Regions from separate parts of the Sus scrofa genome. Here region 1 is linked to region 2. Evidence: chromatin contacts called from public Hi-C data. All regions are on one chromosome and are shown on one strand. The core of a region is the stretch at or near the end of the contact, and the rest is flanking DNA. Distances in the headings are between cores, read along the strand shown. Region 1 overlaps ATP9A (ATPase phospholipid transporting 9A (putative)). Region 2 overlaps NFATC2 (nuclear factor of activated T-cells 2).

What was found. A called contact is a pair of places that touch in the nucleus more often than the background predicts.
Region 1: a Hi-C map of embryonic fibroblasts shows a contact between it and region 2, with 2.6 times the contacts expected there. The contact joins two enhancer-like sites. A contact is called at or near these places in 3 of 47 Hi-C or Micro-C datasets (embryonic fibroblasts, fetal skeletal muscle and skeletal muscle) and 1 of 2 datasets of contacts at active chromatin or transcription factors (skeletal muscle).

The regions. Positions count from the first base shown.
Region 1 is chr17:52,932,370-52,938,964 of Sscrofa11.1, forward strand. ATP9A (ATPase phospholipid transporting 9A (putative)) reads right to left here. Exons shown (of 28, transcript NM_001114672.1): 28 at 3,800-6,595. Among named protein-coding and RNA genes, the nearest start is that of NFATC2, 45 kb to the left of the region's middle. Within about 2 kb of position 2,607, at least 30 of the 83 cell types and tissues checked have an H3K27ac peak or open chromatin away from gene starts, as enhancers often do. A contact at or near this core is called in embryonic fibroblasts, where this site is marked.
Region 2 is chr17:52,775,704-52,781,643 of Sscrofa11.1, forward strand. All of the region lies in intron 9 of NFATC2 (nuclear factor of activated T-cells 2), which reads right to left. Among named protein-coding and RNA genes, the nearest start is that of NFATC2, 110 kb to the right of the region's middle. Within about 2 kb of position 1,963, at least 6 of the 83 cell types and tissues checked have an H3K27ac peak or open chromatin away from gene starts, as enhancers often do. A contact at or near this core is called in embryonic fibroblasts, where this site is marked.

The DNA.
Region 1 (6,595 bases), core at 1,357-3,856, 160 kb after region 2:
ATTCCTGTGCAATTTCCAGGGTAATCAACTCACCTCTTTCTTCGGGTCTGATTTAGTCACGTGGGCCACTTGGAGTCCCCACCCCCCAGCCCCACTAGAATCAGCAGGGTTCTGGATGTCGTTAACTCCTCCAATTGCCTTTTTAAAAATCTGTTTCACATAAAAGGACAAATGAGAATGAATATTTGCCCATCTTTAAGACACTAACTACATTCTTTTCCACAGCCTGTTCTCGTTACTATTTCTTTCTTCAGGAGGAATTTGAACACAGCCTGGGCTCCCGCACGCAGTTCATGACTGCAAAGGGCTTCCTCTTCAAAATCAGACCCAAGGGCACACATTCTGGAAATGTGGCGGCTTCGAAGACCATGACCCAGTTAATTTTTCTCTACCTGTTCTCCCTCCAGACTCACCTTCTAAGTCTGCTTTCCAGGACTCGCCCAGAACAATCACCTCCGCCCGCTGTACCCCAGGCAGGGCTGAACAGAGATCCCTCGAAGGATTTGCTGGAAAAGCAAGAAACTTCATCCGAGGACCAGCTTCTCCTCCCCTTTACTTAACAGTTAGCATCACTGATGCTAATAAAGCCATGCAGAAATACTGGGCATGGGAGTGGGCTGAGTCCAGTGGGAGGGGTCTCACCCGAGCCCCCTTGGAACAGAGAGGTGGAAACCAAGACAGGCAGGGATGGGTCAATGAGTAGCAGGGAGGGAGCAAAACAGGTCCCCTCGGACATAGTGCAGGGACGGGGGCCAACTTTAATAATGGCTGCTTGGTTCTCATACAGCACTCAGGCTGAACGCCATGGACTGCGACCAACGCCCCCGTCTCCTCCGTGCCCCGCCTTGGTCTCAGCACTCCAGCCACATGCCCTCCTTTCTGCTCCTCCAACATGCCCAGCCTTTCTGACCCCAGGGCCTTTGCATACTCTGCGGCCTGAACACCACTTCCCCCAGAGCTTCCCACAACTCCCTTCCGCTCACCCTTCAGGCTTCCGATCCAGTGGTCCATCTCTAAGGGCCCTTCTCTGACCTCCATCACTTTCTCTACCCTCACTTCCGCCAGATCTTCACTCTCTGCCTACTCCTCGCCCTGCTTTCTTCAAAGGCTATCAGAGTCTAAATCTGTATGTCCAAGGTCTCTTACAAGAGGATAATCACCACGAGGGCAGAGCCTGTCCACCTTATTCTCCACTGTGCCTCTAGCCCAAAGAGCAGTCCCCAGCACATAGTAGGTGCTCAGTAAATATTTAGTGAATGAACGAATAAAAACATCAGCATAGTCTGATCACATGATTCTGATCCCTCTCTTGGAGTCTGCAATCCTTCTTGAAGGAAATTTTTGAAAAAATATACTTCTGGGTTTCTCAGGACCCAGTAAAAGAAAAAAAAAAGTTATCTTAAATCTCTTGAAAATGAGCAGCAGAAGCTTGGAACACCAAGTCCTCAGTGTCAGCAAACAGTATCTGCAGGCTGAGTTCTAAGAAATGAGACCTGGCTGGTCATGGAGCACAGGCGGTGGGGCTGGTGACTTCGCATACGAGTCAGTTACCCCAAATGGTAAGGGAAACCCATTTCCAAATCAAAACCTCAGTGTGGAAAGCAGAGGGCGGCTTTGCTTTGGCACTCCTACAAGGAGGCAGGCTTTCTGAAAAGATGCTCCGTTGTAGATAGCTCATCCACAAAAGGGGGAGCAGGAGGGAAGGGGAGAAACCCCAGGATCGGGCGTGCTTCCCTAAGGCTTCAGATGAAAACCGACCCGGGAGTGCGTGATCCTCCAAAAATCCACCAGCCCCCAAAGTACTTAAGTTACCCCTCCGACCACAGCCACATGGAGGATGAAATTAAACCCCACGGAAAGATTTGACTTTTTTTTTTTTTTTTTAACATTATGCAATGTTTGGGTGAAAAAAGGGGGGGATATCAGAAGAAAAAAAAACTCATCTTTTTCCCAGAGTTTAGCAAAGCTATTTCTAGCTTTTAAGGATAAATTTCACCATCACTTCATGGGTAGTTCTGAGAGGCGCGAAGGCGGGACTGTTCTGTTATGTAACACATTTCAAGTAGGAAACTAGCAAGTCCTGAATGAATTCTGTTACTGTGCTCCGACTTGTGGAAAGTTTGGAGCGGCTACAGTTCTATTTTGAGGTGAGCAAATCCATCATTTACAGATCTCCTCACAAATACCGCAGAGCTTCATGTCACCCTGCAAAGTTTCATAACAAAAACAGTTAAAGTACTTGGGGTGTTAGAACATTTCGTCTCCAAACCTTATTAGCCTGGACAGCGAGGAGGGCAAGCCTCCCTGGTTGCCAATTATTCAAAAATGCAAATATCTGAGATCAAATAAATATTCATCTCACCCCCACCCCCATCCTGCTCAGTTTGTGTTGTTGGTTTTTTTTTTTTTTTTTTTTCAAGTTTAGTCCAGCAAAATAGTCTGGTCAACAACATAAAAAGAAATGCCTGTTTTCAACGGAGCCGCTGGCCATGAAATAAATTCTGAAGCTATGAAAGGAGCATCTTGACGCAGAACAGTCGGGCCTGCTGGGCCGGCCGGGTGATGAAAACAGGAAGCAGAAGCATCTCTCGGTCCTCAAGTTCCCCCTAGTGGCTCCACTGGAGGAGGGTCGGCGCGGGCATGGAATTTCACAGCAGGCCAGGGCTGTCTGAAGACTCCACCTTCACGGCACAGGAAAAGTACTGTCCCGCTGCTCCTGAGCGCATGCGTCCCCCGAGGGCCCAGGGAGCCCCCGCGGACGGAGGCACAGCTCGTGTACAAACCCCCTTCTAACCCTTAAGCTGAGAAGGGCCCTTGCAGCTGAGAGCCAGGGAGCGGAGAGCAGCGGCCCACTGCGCCCAGAGCTGCAAATGCAAACGCCGGGCCAGGTGGATGCGGCACTGGCTTCTTGAGGCAGGAGTTTCCACGGCCGGGCCCGTTTGGAAGTGAGGACAGCGGCTTACAAACGGCAGAACGCACACGTGCCGACTACACGCGGCTTCCTCAACCTCGGCACTTTTGCTGTTGGGCGGGTGATCCATCCTCTGCTGTGGGGCAGTCCTATGCACCCACGAGCAGTGTCCCAGCATTGTCCTCGTTAGACGTCAGCGGAGCACCACCCCCCACGCGGTGACAACCAGAAATGACGTCAGACATGACCCCATGTCCCCGGCGGGACAAAATCACCCCTGGTTGAGGATCACTGAATTAAACGACCAGAACACGATGTCCTTTGCAGCCTACATAACAGCTTAAAATCCACTTCTCCCTAAAACTTAAGCGACCGGGTTCCTAAATCTTCCATCACTCGGTGGGAAAATAAAGAGGGGTCTGCTCAATACTCTGTGGTGACCTAAATGGGAAAGGAATCTGAAGAGGAACAGACACACAGCTGATCCACTCTGCTGCACACCTGGAACTAAGACAACATTTTTAAGTCAACTGCACTCCAATTAAATTTTTAAAAAATAAAAAAAAATTTGAAAAGAGGATCCAAAGCAATCAAGGACTGTGTGCATAAATAAAATATGAATCATAAAATATGTTTGTCTTTTTTCTATTTATACAGATCATGTTTTGAAATTCTGACACGTCTGGAATAGACAACAGCACAGAATAATAAATAATGCATGGGTTTGGGGGTTTTGTTTTGCTGAAATTAAAACACTTTAACTGGAGAAAAAGCTATTTACAGTTTACGTACCATGAGATACACACAAAACAGGAGCACTGTAAGAAAAAGCCCTCATTTTGACACCAGAATTTCATGTTTCTGCACAAATTAAAATGATCCCCCAAGGCAGAAAGTACACAAGCTTTATTGGGCAACAGCGACAAGCCACGCTGGCAGACAATGAAAGTTGAACCGCTCAAATCACGCAGGATCACGTGTCATCACAGGATCAAGAATTTAAATCATCTGGGAGTTCCTGCTACATTCAAGCTCTGTACCAGAGCTTCCCTCTAATCAAAAAGTGCTGTCCTGGTGAACACTTGCCATGAGGATCACAGATAACCTATTACTGAGGACGTCAAGGAGACCTCGAGAAGTTCACGGTCCCCCCCACGCCAACGAGATAACACAGGAGCCGCAAGCTGGGGGACAAATGCCACGCTCCCCACCTGCCCCCCACAAATACAATATTCAGGGACACTGCCCAGTGACACCAAGAGACAGTGTCTCCAGCCACACAGCCTTGGGGAAGACAGAGCCACGGGGATGACGAGCTCCATGAGACGGTGCCGCACGGCTCCAAATACGAGCAGGGCTGCTCACGTGTGTCTCGGTTCCGCCGCAAAGCACAAAGTACGTTTTTTTTCCAAGATGGAATGGACAGAGTAAATGGAAATCTTTCCTAAGAAGTATATATCAACAACTGCAAGAAAGTTTTACATTAAGAGAAAGGGAGACGGAAAAAAAGCTGTAAAGCTCCTTGTATATTTCTTAATGAGAACAAAGCCAAGAGGGACGGGACTTTAATGCAATAAAACCAAGAAAGTCTTCAAAACACTTGAGGTGACCTCAAACACACGTACACACGTTTCGAACACACAAAAAAGGTCAAGGATACAAACGGTTGATGGCTGTGACCTCAAGTCGGACGGGGCACAAGAACGTGTAGGTCCATCTGCAGTTTCGGCAGAGGTTTAAAATGCTGCCCCATGAAGGCGTGACCGCGTTCCCAACCCCACCCCAATAAAAGCAAAAGAGAGTATAAAAGCAAAGGTCTGGAGGAAGAAAAACAGGCACAATCGTGTCAATTTCCAATGAGCACAAAAGCCAAAATACACTCAAAAATATTGTCAGTATAACCCAAACTTTCAGCAGAAAACATGGAGGAATGGGTAATCAGACGCTGATCTTTAAGATCACGGCTACGAAAAAGGGTTTCACTTAAAGGAATCGAGTCTGGGATCTGGATATAATAAAGCTAAAAGTGGGAGGAATCCTGCTCCGGGCCTCCCAGCTGCAGGTGGCTATACACAGATGGTTTGTTCCAATGCCCAGCTGGGCCCCAGAGGCTCTTCACCGCACTGGAGTGAAGTCCTTTGCCCCAAGCAGCCCGAGTCAGTGCCATCCAGTCGCATCAAGCACCAATGACAACACACTCAAATGCACGTGCCCGTTCGCAAAATTAGACGGGCAGAAAGAAGAAATCCCTCAAGATGGAGAGGCTTGGAAATTCCCACTGTGGCTCAGTGGGTTAAGAACCCACCATAGTATCCATGAGGATGCAGGTTCGATCCCTGGCCTTGCTCAGTGGGTTAAGGATCTGGCATTGCGGCAAGCTGCAGTGTAGGTGGCAGATGAGGCTCGGCCCCCGAGTGGCTGTGGTGTAGCCTGGCCATTGCAGCTCTGATTCGACCCCTAGCCTGGGAACTTCCATAGGCCACAGGTGCGGCCATAAAGACGGGGGGGGGGGGGAGATGGAGAAGACGGTCTGGTCATTTTCCCAAAAGAAGGGAGGTGGGTAGGAAGGAGAAAGAGATGCCAAACGGATCCCTCGCTTTCCCACGCACACAACCTCATCCAAAACCATAAGAAGAATAACCGTAAAATAATAAAAGTCAGCTATTTTGACAGAAAACACCTAGTATGGTTGAAGGGCAGGGGGAGTGGTCATTTTTTCTTTGAGGAAAAGTATTTAAACCGCGCTGTGTGCCCGGGGGCCTCTGGCCTCACATTAAACTGGCTGTCGGAGACTTGGGGCCACTGAGTTCCAAGGCGAGGGGCGTCTTACGGTGTCCAGGCTGTCTCCTCGGCTCCTTCCCGACCGGTGAACAGAATCCTTCTGCTTAAGGTTTAAGAACTCAGGAGTGTCCTGTGCGTACGACAGCTCAGGTTTGGGGTTTGAAGTTTCTCTGCCTTCTGCCCACCTCCCCGCCAGGAAAGCACCGTGTGTGCTGGTGCCCTGCCGGGGTGCAGCCTGCTGCGTGCAGGGCAGGGGCAGACCTTCTCTGTGACTCCGGGCTCCCGCCCCGGGGGGGGGCTCCGGGGTTGGAGAAGCAGGCGCATCAGGCCCAGACACTCAGGACCTGAAGCAGGGGGTGCGAGCAGGCTGCCCGCAGGCGAGGTGGCTCTCCAACACGGCCACGGCTGCCTCTCGCCCTGGACTGCCTCCCCCAGGACAGCCTGGACAGGGTGTGGTTGAGACGACACTGACAGCAGAAATGGGCACCTGTGACTTCTAGGCACGGCTCCGATCACATTTGGGAATTAAGGGAAAGAGGCCATTTTCTTTCCCCGTCTCTGCTGGAAACATATAAACATTTCCCAACGAGGGATCCACAATCAAGACCTACCTGCAGGAGCCACCACCGGTCTGTGAACAAGGTCAAGTTCAGGGTTTGGGAACTCAGAGCAGAACTACCTTTAGACTCTCAGTTTTACAGGCTGACTTCCAAGCTGACAGGTGCAAAGATGCTGGGCACACCTTTCCGCCGCTCCACCTCTGAAAGCACATGAGCCACCCAGCTAAAAAGTCAGACTGGCTCACCCTTTCTCAAAGTTTTGGACAAAGATCTTCGTCTTAAATAACCATGCATTCAACACAACGTTTATTTTCTGTAGATGCTTTCTGTGTGGCAGAGATGG
Region 2 (5,940 bases), core at 713-3,212:
GTGCAGGATTTGCTTCAGACTATTATTGTGAAATGGACGTGGTTGAAGATGAAGGCACAGAAGAAACCAAATTGGCTGGGAATTGACCACAATTGAAGCTGAATGGTGGCTAAGGGGGTACCTTGTGTTAATTTATGTATATTTATAACATTTCATCAAAAAAAAAGATGTTTTTAAATCTTGCCCCCAGCCACAAGGAGTGGAAGGGAGCTAACACCTTCCAAGTCCCCACTGTGCACCAAGGGCTGGGCTAGGCGGCCACAGATGTGAGTGATGTCACTTTCAGAAGAGTGATAACAATTGCAGGGGCCAAACAGGGGTGGATAGAAATTGCCTGAGTGAGGCCAGCCAAGTGGAAGAGGAGCAGTGACACCGGCATGCTGGTAAATACTGACGGACACGGCTTCCATCTTCAGGACACAAGAGGGAGTGCGGGGGGCTCCGGGCAAGGACATGCTCTGTCTAAAGGAGGCGATCTCTGCTCCCGGCCAGCTTTGACTTTGACTCCAGGTAGCCGCCGTGCAGAATGTGGGGCCCAGGGTGGCCAAATCCTCGGATTTTCCAAGGAAAGCCGGAAATCTGCATTTTTACGTGCAATCTCCTGGTTTTTAAGTGTTGGCATCTAATCCAAATATTTTTTTAAATACTGTGTGGGCCAAACAAAATATCTGCAGGCGAAATGCAGCCCACGGAACACCAGTTGGCCGCCCCGGTTCCCAGTCCCGGAGCAGACCACAACTCAATCCATCTGTAAGAAGTGGGAAGGGTGCATTAATCAACTCTGGGTCCCTTCTTTTTTTAGGCTTCCAATAAATCTGAGAATTCAAAAGACACCATCATCTTCCAGAAATCTATAAGCGACGGCTGTGGAACATTTCAAAGGCGTTCCCCACGTCGTCAGCTCCTACAACAGAACCTCCACTCTGTCCAGCGTTTTGGAAACTGACAACCAGGGAGTGGCCTTTCAGCTTGCCCGGGATGGTGGAACTAACAGGCTTCAGATGAAACCCATTTGTTGGTTTGCTGGATGCCTGGGACTTGGGTCCAAACCACTTGCAACAGGCCATCCCATCATAAAATCGAGCTGGGGTGCTCAGCGCTCATTATAAAATGACCACGGAGCACTCTGCTCCACTTGCCCGGCCAGAGATCTGATACCATGGCAGGTGAAAGGGATGAGGTGACTGAAAGTGGCAGGACTGGCTGCCAGGGACCTGAACAGACTCCCTCTTCACACTCAACCCCCGGTGTGCCTTTGACTTCACCTTGACCTCCTGGATGGGCAAAACAGGCCCTGCCCTGCCTTTATAGTCACGGGCTCAGCTAACCGATCCCAGGGTCAATAACAAATTAAAGAGGTGTCAGGAATGCAGTGGAGACGAGCCAGAGAAATGGTTTCATCATTTCCCAAGAACAAAGCTCCCCCCCAACGCTTTTTTTTTTTTTTTTTTTGAAAGGATGGAAAGAAAGAGAAAATGGTGCTAAAATAAAGTTAAATAGGTCCAGGACCAGAAAAGAGTCCTGAACCATACTCGAGGGCAACAAAAGACCAAATGCACCCAAATTTCAACTCTGCAGAATGGAATAAACCCAAGCTATTTCGTTACAGAAAGGTGGTTTTCTAATGAGAAAAATTAACTTTACTATTGATGTGAAATGGGCTTACTGATGCAGGAGAAGGTAGGGAGTACAGAGAAAAAAATCTGGTATTAAGATTTGATGAACTGCCCATCTCCCCACCCCCCATCTAAGTCACAGCTTCAACTAACTCAATTGCTTTTCAAGTTCTAACTGTTCTAGAAGGAACCACATTACAGCTCGAGCTGGCGTTGGGGAGTTATGTATTTTTTAACACACAAAATCACAGGCCCATTACAAGGACAGACCTGCATGGCATGAAGTTCAAAATAGTCACTGAGTCACTGCATCATTCTGAAACAGGCCACCTCTCAGGCATGTCCAGCTCATCCGCTAAGGCAGGAAGGACGCCCGGCACTTCTGCAGGCTGTGCCAGTAAGAGTCAAAGTCTAGAAGGGCCTTGGGGGGGAAAAGGCCTGGATGCTGGCCTTCTTGTACGTTTTGCTTCCTTCCCAAGGACAGTCACTTGTTTCCACCAGAGAAGAGCCTCATTCTGGAAGTGGAAATTAGACACAACCCCGATGACTCAGAATAGTTAAAAGCACGGGCTCTGACAGTGGGGCCATCGGATGACACCAAAGGATGTCTCCTTTGTCCTCTTTCTTGGGCCCTGTCTGCTCTTTGTGGGTCAGCTGCGGCTCTGGAATGCAGGCTGAGTGGACAGCAAGTCTGAGAACCGACTTTCTTGTGGTTTGGTAGCTTCTGACCTCGAAATGCAAGAGCACATTCCTTCGGAAACATCTGCTTTGCAGAATTTCGAAAAGATGCCTGAGCCTCTCCGGGTGTGGAGTCAGCTGGAAGGTGGCTCTTTGTACTGATGTAGGCCAGCAATGCTGAGCACACGTGATTGGGAATGAAAGGACATCAAAGCGGATGCCCAGCTATAAATCTGGGGTTCTGAGAAGGTAGGGAACCATCAGGAGGGGCAAAACAAAGATGCCCTTAGGGACAGAGAACTTCCTGAGGTTTTCTCCCCAGGAGGAGGCACCCAGACCTGCCACTGGCTCGGTGAAGTCTTCAACCAGGAGCTCTCGCAAATCTTGTGGGCTTGTGTCTAGGCAAGCCGTTTTCTGGGCTTTGGCATCTTCCTGTGAGACATCTAAACAGCCTTGGCTGAATTAACAAGTAGGAGCCCAGCAGGGGGACAAGGACCCAGACTAAGGGGCAGCCTCAGGACTCGTCTCCGAAGGCCAGCTCTGCCCCTACTACCTGTAGGCTGTCTTAGTCTAGTCAGGCTGCTGTAACAAAAAAAAGCCACTGGGTGGCTTATCAACAACAAACATTCATTTCTCACGGGCCTGGGAGCAGAGACGTCCAAGATCAAAGTGCCAGCAGCCAGGGGCTGCTTCCTCAGACGGCTGCCTTCGCATGAGAACCCCGCATGGTGAAAGGGAGCTCTGTGCGGTCTCTTTTCTAAGGGCGCTAATCCCCTTCAAGTCGCTTCACCCTGAGGACACAAGCACTCCCCCAAAAGGCCCCACTTCCTAATACCAGCACAGTCAGGGGGTTAGGCTTCAACACATAAATTGCAAGAAACACAGACACTGAGACTCTAGCAAGGGCCCCAAATTGACGACAATGATACTGCTGGTGGCCGATGGCAGAAGAGTATAGGAGCAACTACTGAGCACTCGCCATTCTCGCCAGGGAGGCTCCCATTTCCATGCACGCAAAAACCCTCACAGTTGGAAGCCATTATCATAAGTGACTTGCCTGAGGCCCCAAAAGAGTGAAGTGGGGAGGCCGGACTGAAAGCCAGGCAGGACAACTCCAGAAACGCTACACCCAAAGGCCCCCGAATGCAGGCTGGACCCTCAGACCAGACATCGCATTCCTGGGAAGTGGCCCCTGACATGCCCGTCCATCCACTGAGTGACACGTGTGTCCGAGCTGCCGGTGAGAGGACTTGGCCATCCACGGGGGACCTGTGGGTACACTCTGCTACCTTTCGTAGAATAAAGGGGGGACGTAAGACAGTATATTGACATATGCTCACGATTCCATACAGAAACTGCTACACGCTTCCCAGTGGGGAAGACACCACGCCCAAGAGGGTGGTAAATGAAAAACCTTACACATGACAATGGTCTGTGGCCCTGCAAAGCCTCCCAGTCCAAAAAGAGGTATCTCGTCCAGCTTCGGGCCTAGCAGTTCAGGAGGGTGGGAGTTAGGAAAAACTGCCTAAAAAAGGAGCCTGAGTGGAAAAGGTGGCAACAGTGATAAAAAGATGGAGAAATACTGCTCTAGAAAGTTAGGGAAAACTAGTATCGGGGAGCAGGGCTGCGATGGAGTAAGTCCTTGCTGGATATGTTTTTAATGTTGTTTTGTTTTGTTGAGCGTGTGAATGTATCACGTACATAAAATACAGATCTTTTTAGATGAACTTTTACAAGAATGCTGACCAAAGCCCTCGGCAGGGGCCTTGACTCTTGTCTGTGCCCACTAGAGACAGCCGTGTGAATTAAACTTGGCATTGGAGGTTTCAGGTGCCCGGCCCAGCCCCACATCCTGACACCGGAATCAGGCTTTCCGTGGCGCCAGAGGCCAGGTGACCATTTTGCTTGGTTGTCATCAGAGTAAGAGTCCCCTGGATTTTACTCTCCACCAGCGCCACCGCCCCCAGGGAGCAGCCGGGAGGCCCAGCCCACACGGGGCCACCATGGCAGCCGGGCACTCGGCCATGCTTGGCAGCAGTCTGGCTGTCTGTGGGCTTTTTGCACGCCTCTCCAAACAGGAGCTGCTTGTCACGGGTTTGCCGTGGGCACTGAGCAGCCCCAGTGAAAGCTCCCTGAGATGCTGAACAAAGCCTGTCCCAGAAGGTTTTCCCACCCTTGGCTCCTCTCCTACCTCCTGCACGTGGCAGGGTGTGTCCCTCTGTCCATTCTCCCCCCGACCTGGTTCTCGCGTGCTGGCACGTCCAGCCTCTGGGTAAAGAGTCTTCAAAAGGACACCCTGGGATCCTCCGCTCATGGCACAACTAGCAAAACATGGGCCCATGGTTCCCGCTCCACCAGGGCTGCACAGCAGGAAATGTGCTAACTGGACTTTCCAGCAGTCCCTGGGGCCAAGGCATCACCTCCTTGTGCAGGTAGACATCCCAGGGTCCCTGAAAGAAGCCTGGAAAGGAAGCCCTGAGCCTGTGCCCTGGGACCCGGTCCCCTGCTTCTGCCCACACGGAAGAGAAGGGCCTCAGGGTCAGCGGACCCTATTACCAAAGACCAGGATAGCCAATGTTTTAATTCTCTGACGCAAATATAGTCTCAAAAATTTGAACCAAGTCCTCCAAGAAGTCTCCTGAATTCATAAACAAAAACAGCAGCTCACATTTATCAAGGAGTACCCCTGGGCCGAGCCCTGTTCTAAAGCTGGGATGTGCATGAAGTCAATACACTGTCACCGCAGCCCCGTGAGGATGGCGCTGGGATCGTCCCCATCCCCTGGACGGGACATCGAGGCACCTCGAGGCTGGTCAGCTGCCCAAGACCCCAAGTAAGTACAATGCTGATATTCAAAGCTCCCTTCAAGGCGTCTCAGGGAGACAGGGTGAGTGAATTGGAAAACTGGGAACAAGGCTGGAGGAGTCCTACAAACAAGACCAGAGGCAGGAAGGCGCATGCGCAGCGGCTGCACCGCCCACAAAGACCAAAAGCAGTAAGGAGCATGCGCGGAGGTGGCCCCTGAGCCCACCTCGTCTTAAGCGCTGAAGCTGAACTTTCAGCCCAACGCTGCCTGCCAGCCCCGGGGCAACCGCCTCCTGAGAGCGCACAAGGTGTGGTCAGCTCCTCCCGGTGGCCGAGCAGCTTCCCAGGGTCAAGGGCAGGCTCCTGGCGGCTGCCCACACTTCATGGGTGGGGGTTCAGGGTTCATGCTAACTGGCCATGGTCTCTCAGGGGCGGGAGGACAGCTGGTGGCAGCAGGTGAAGCTGGGGCTCGGCTCGGTGGACCGCACATCTACACTCGGCTTCTCTGTGGTCTGCAAGGCAGACCCTGTGGGCCGCAGGCCGGTTCTCTCTCTGGAGCCTTTCCCTACCCTTTTTCCATGTGGAGTATTCTCACCAAACAACAGAGGCCCAGGTATTCAAGCAGCCAAGAGAAAGAAGAGGCTGGAAAAGACACCACCAGAAACTTGAGGGGAAACAGGATTATTGTGGTTTTGTTTTGTTTTCTTTTCTTTTCCGGCTGCCCCGCAGTATATGGCATTCCCAGGCCAAGGATCAGACCTGAGCCACAGCTGTGACCTGTCTCGCAGCTGTAGCAAAGCTGGATCCTTTAACCCAGGGTGCCAGGCCAGGGATGGAACCT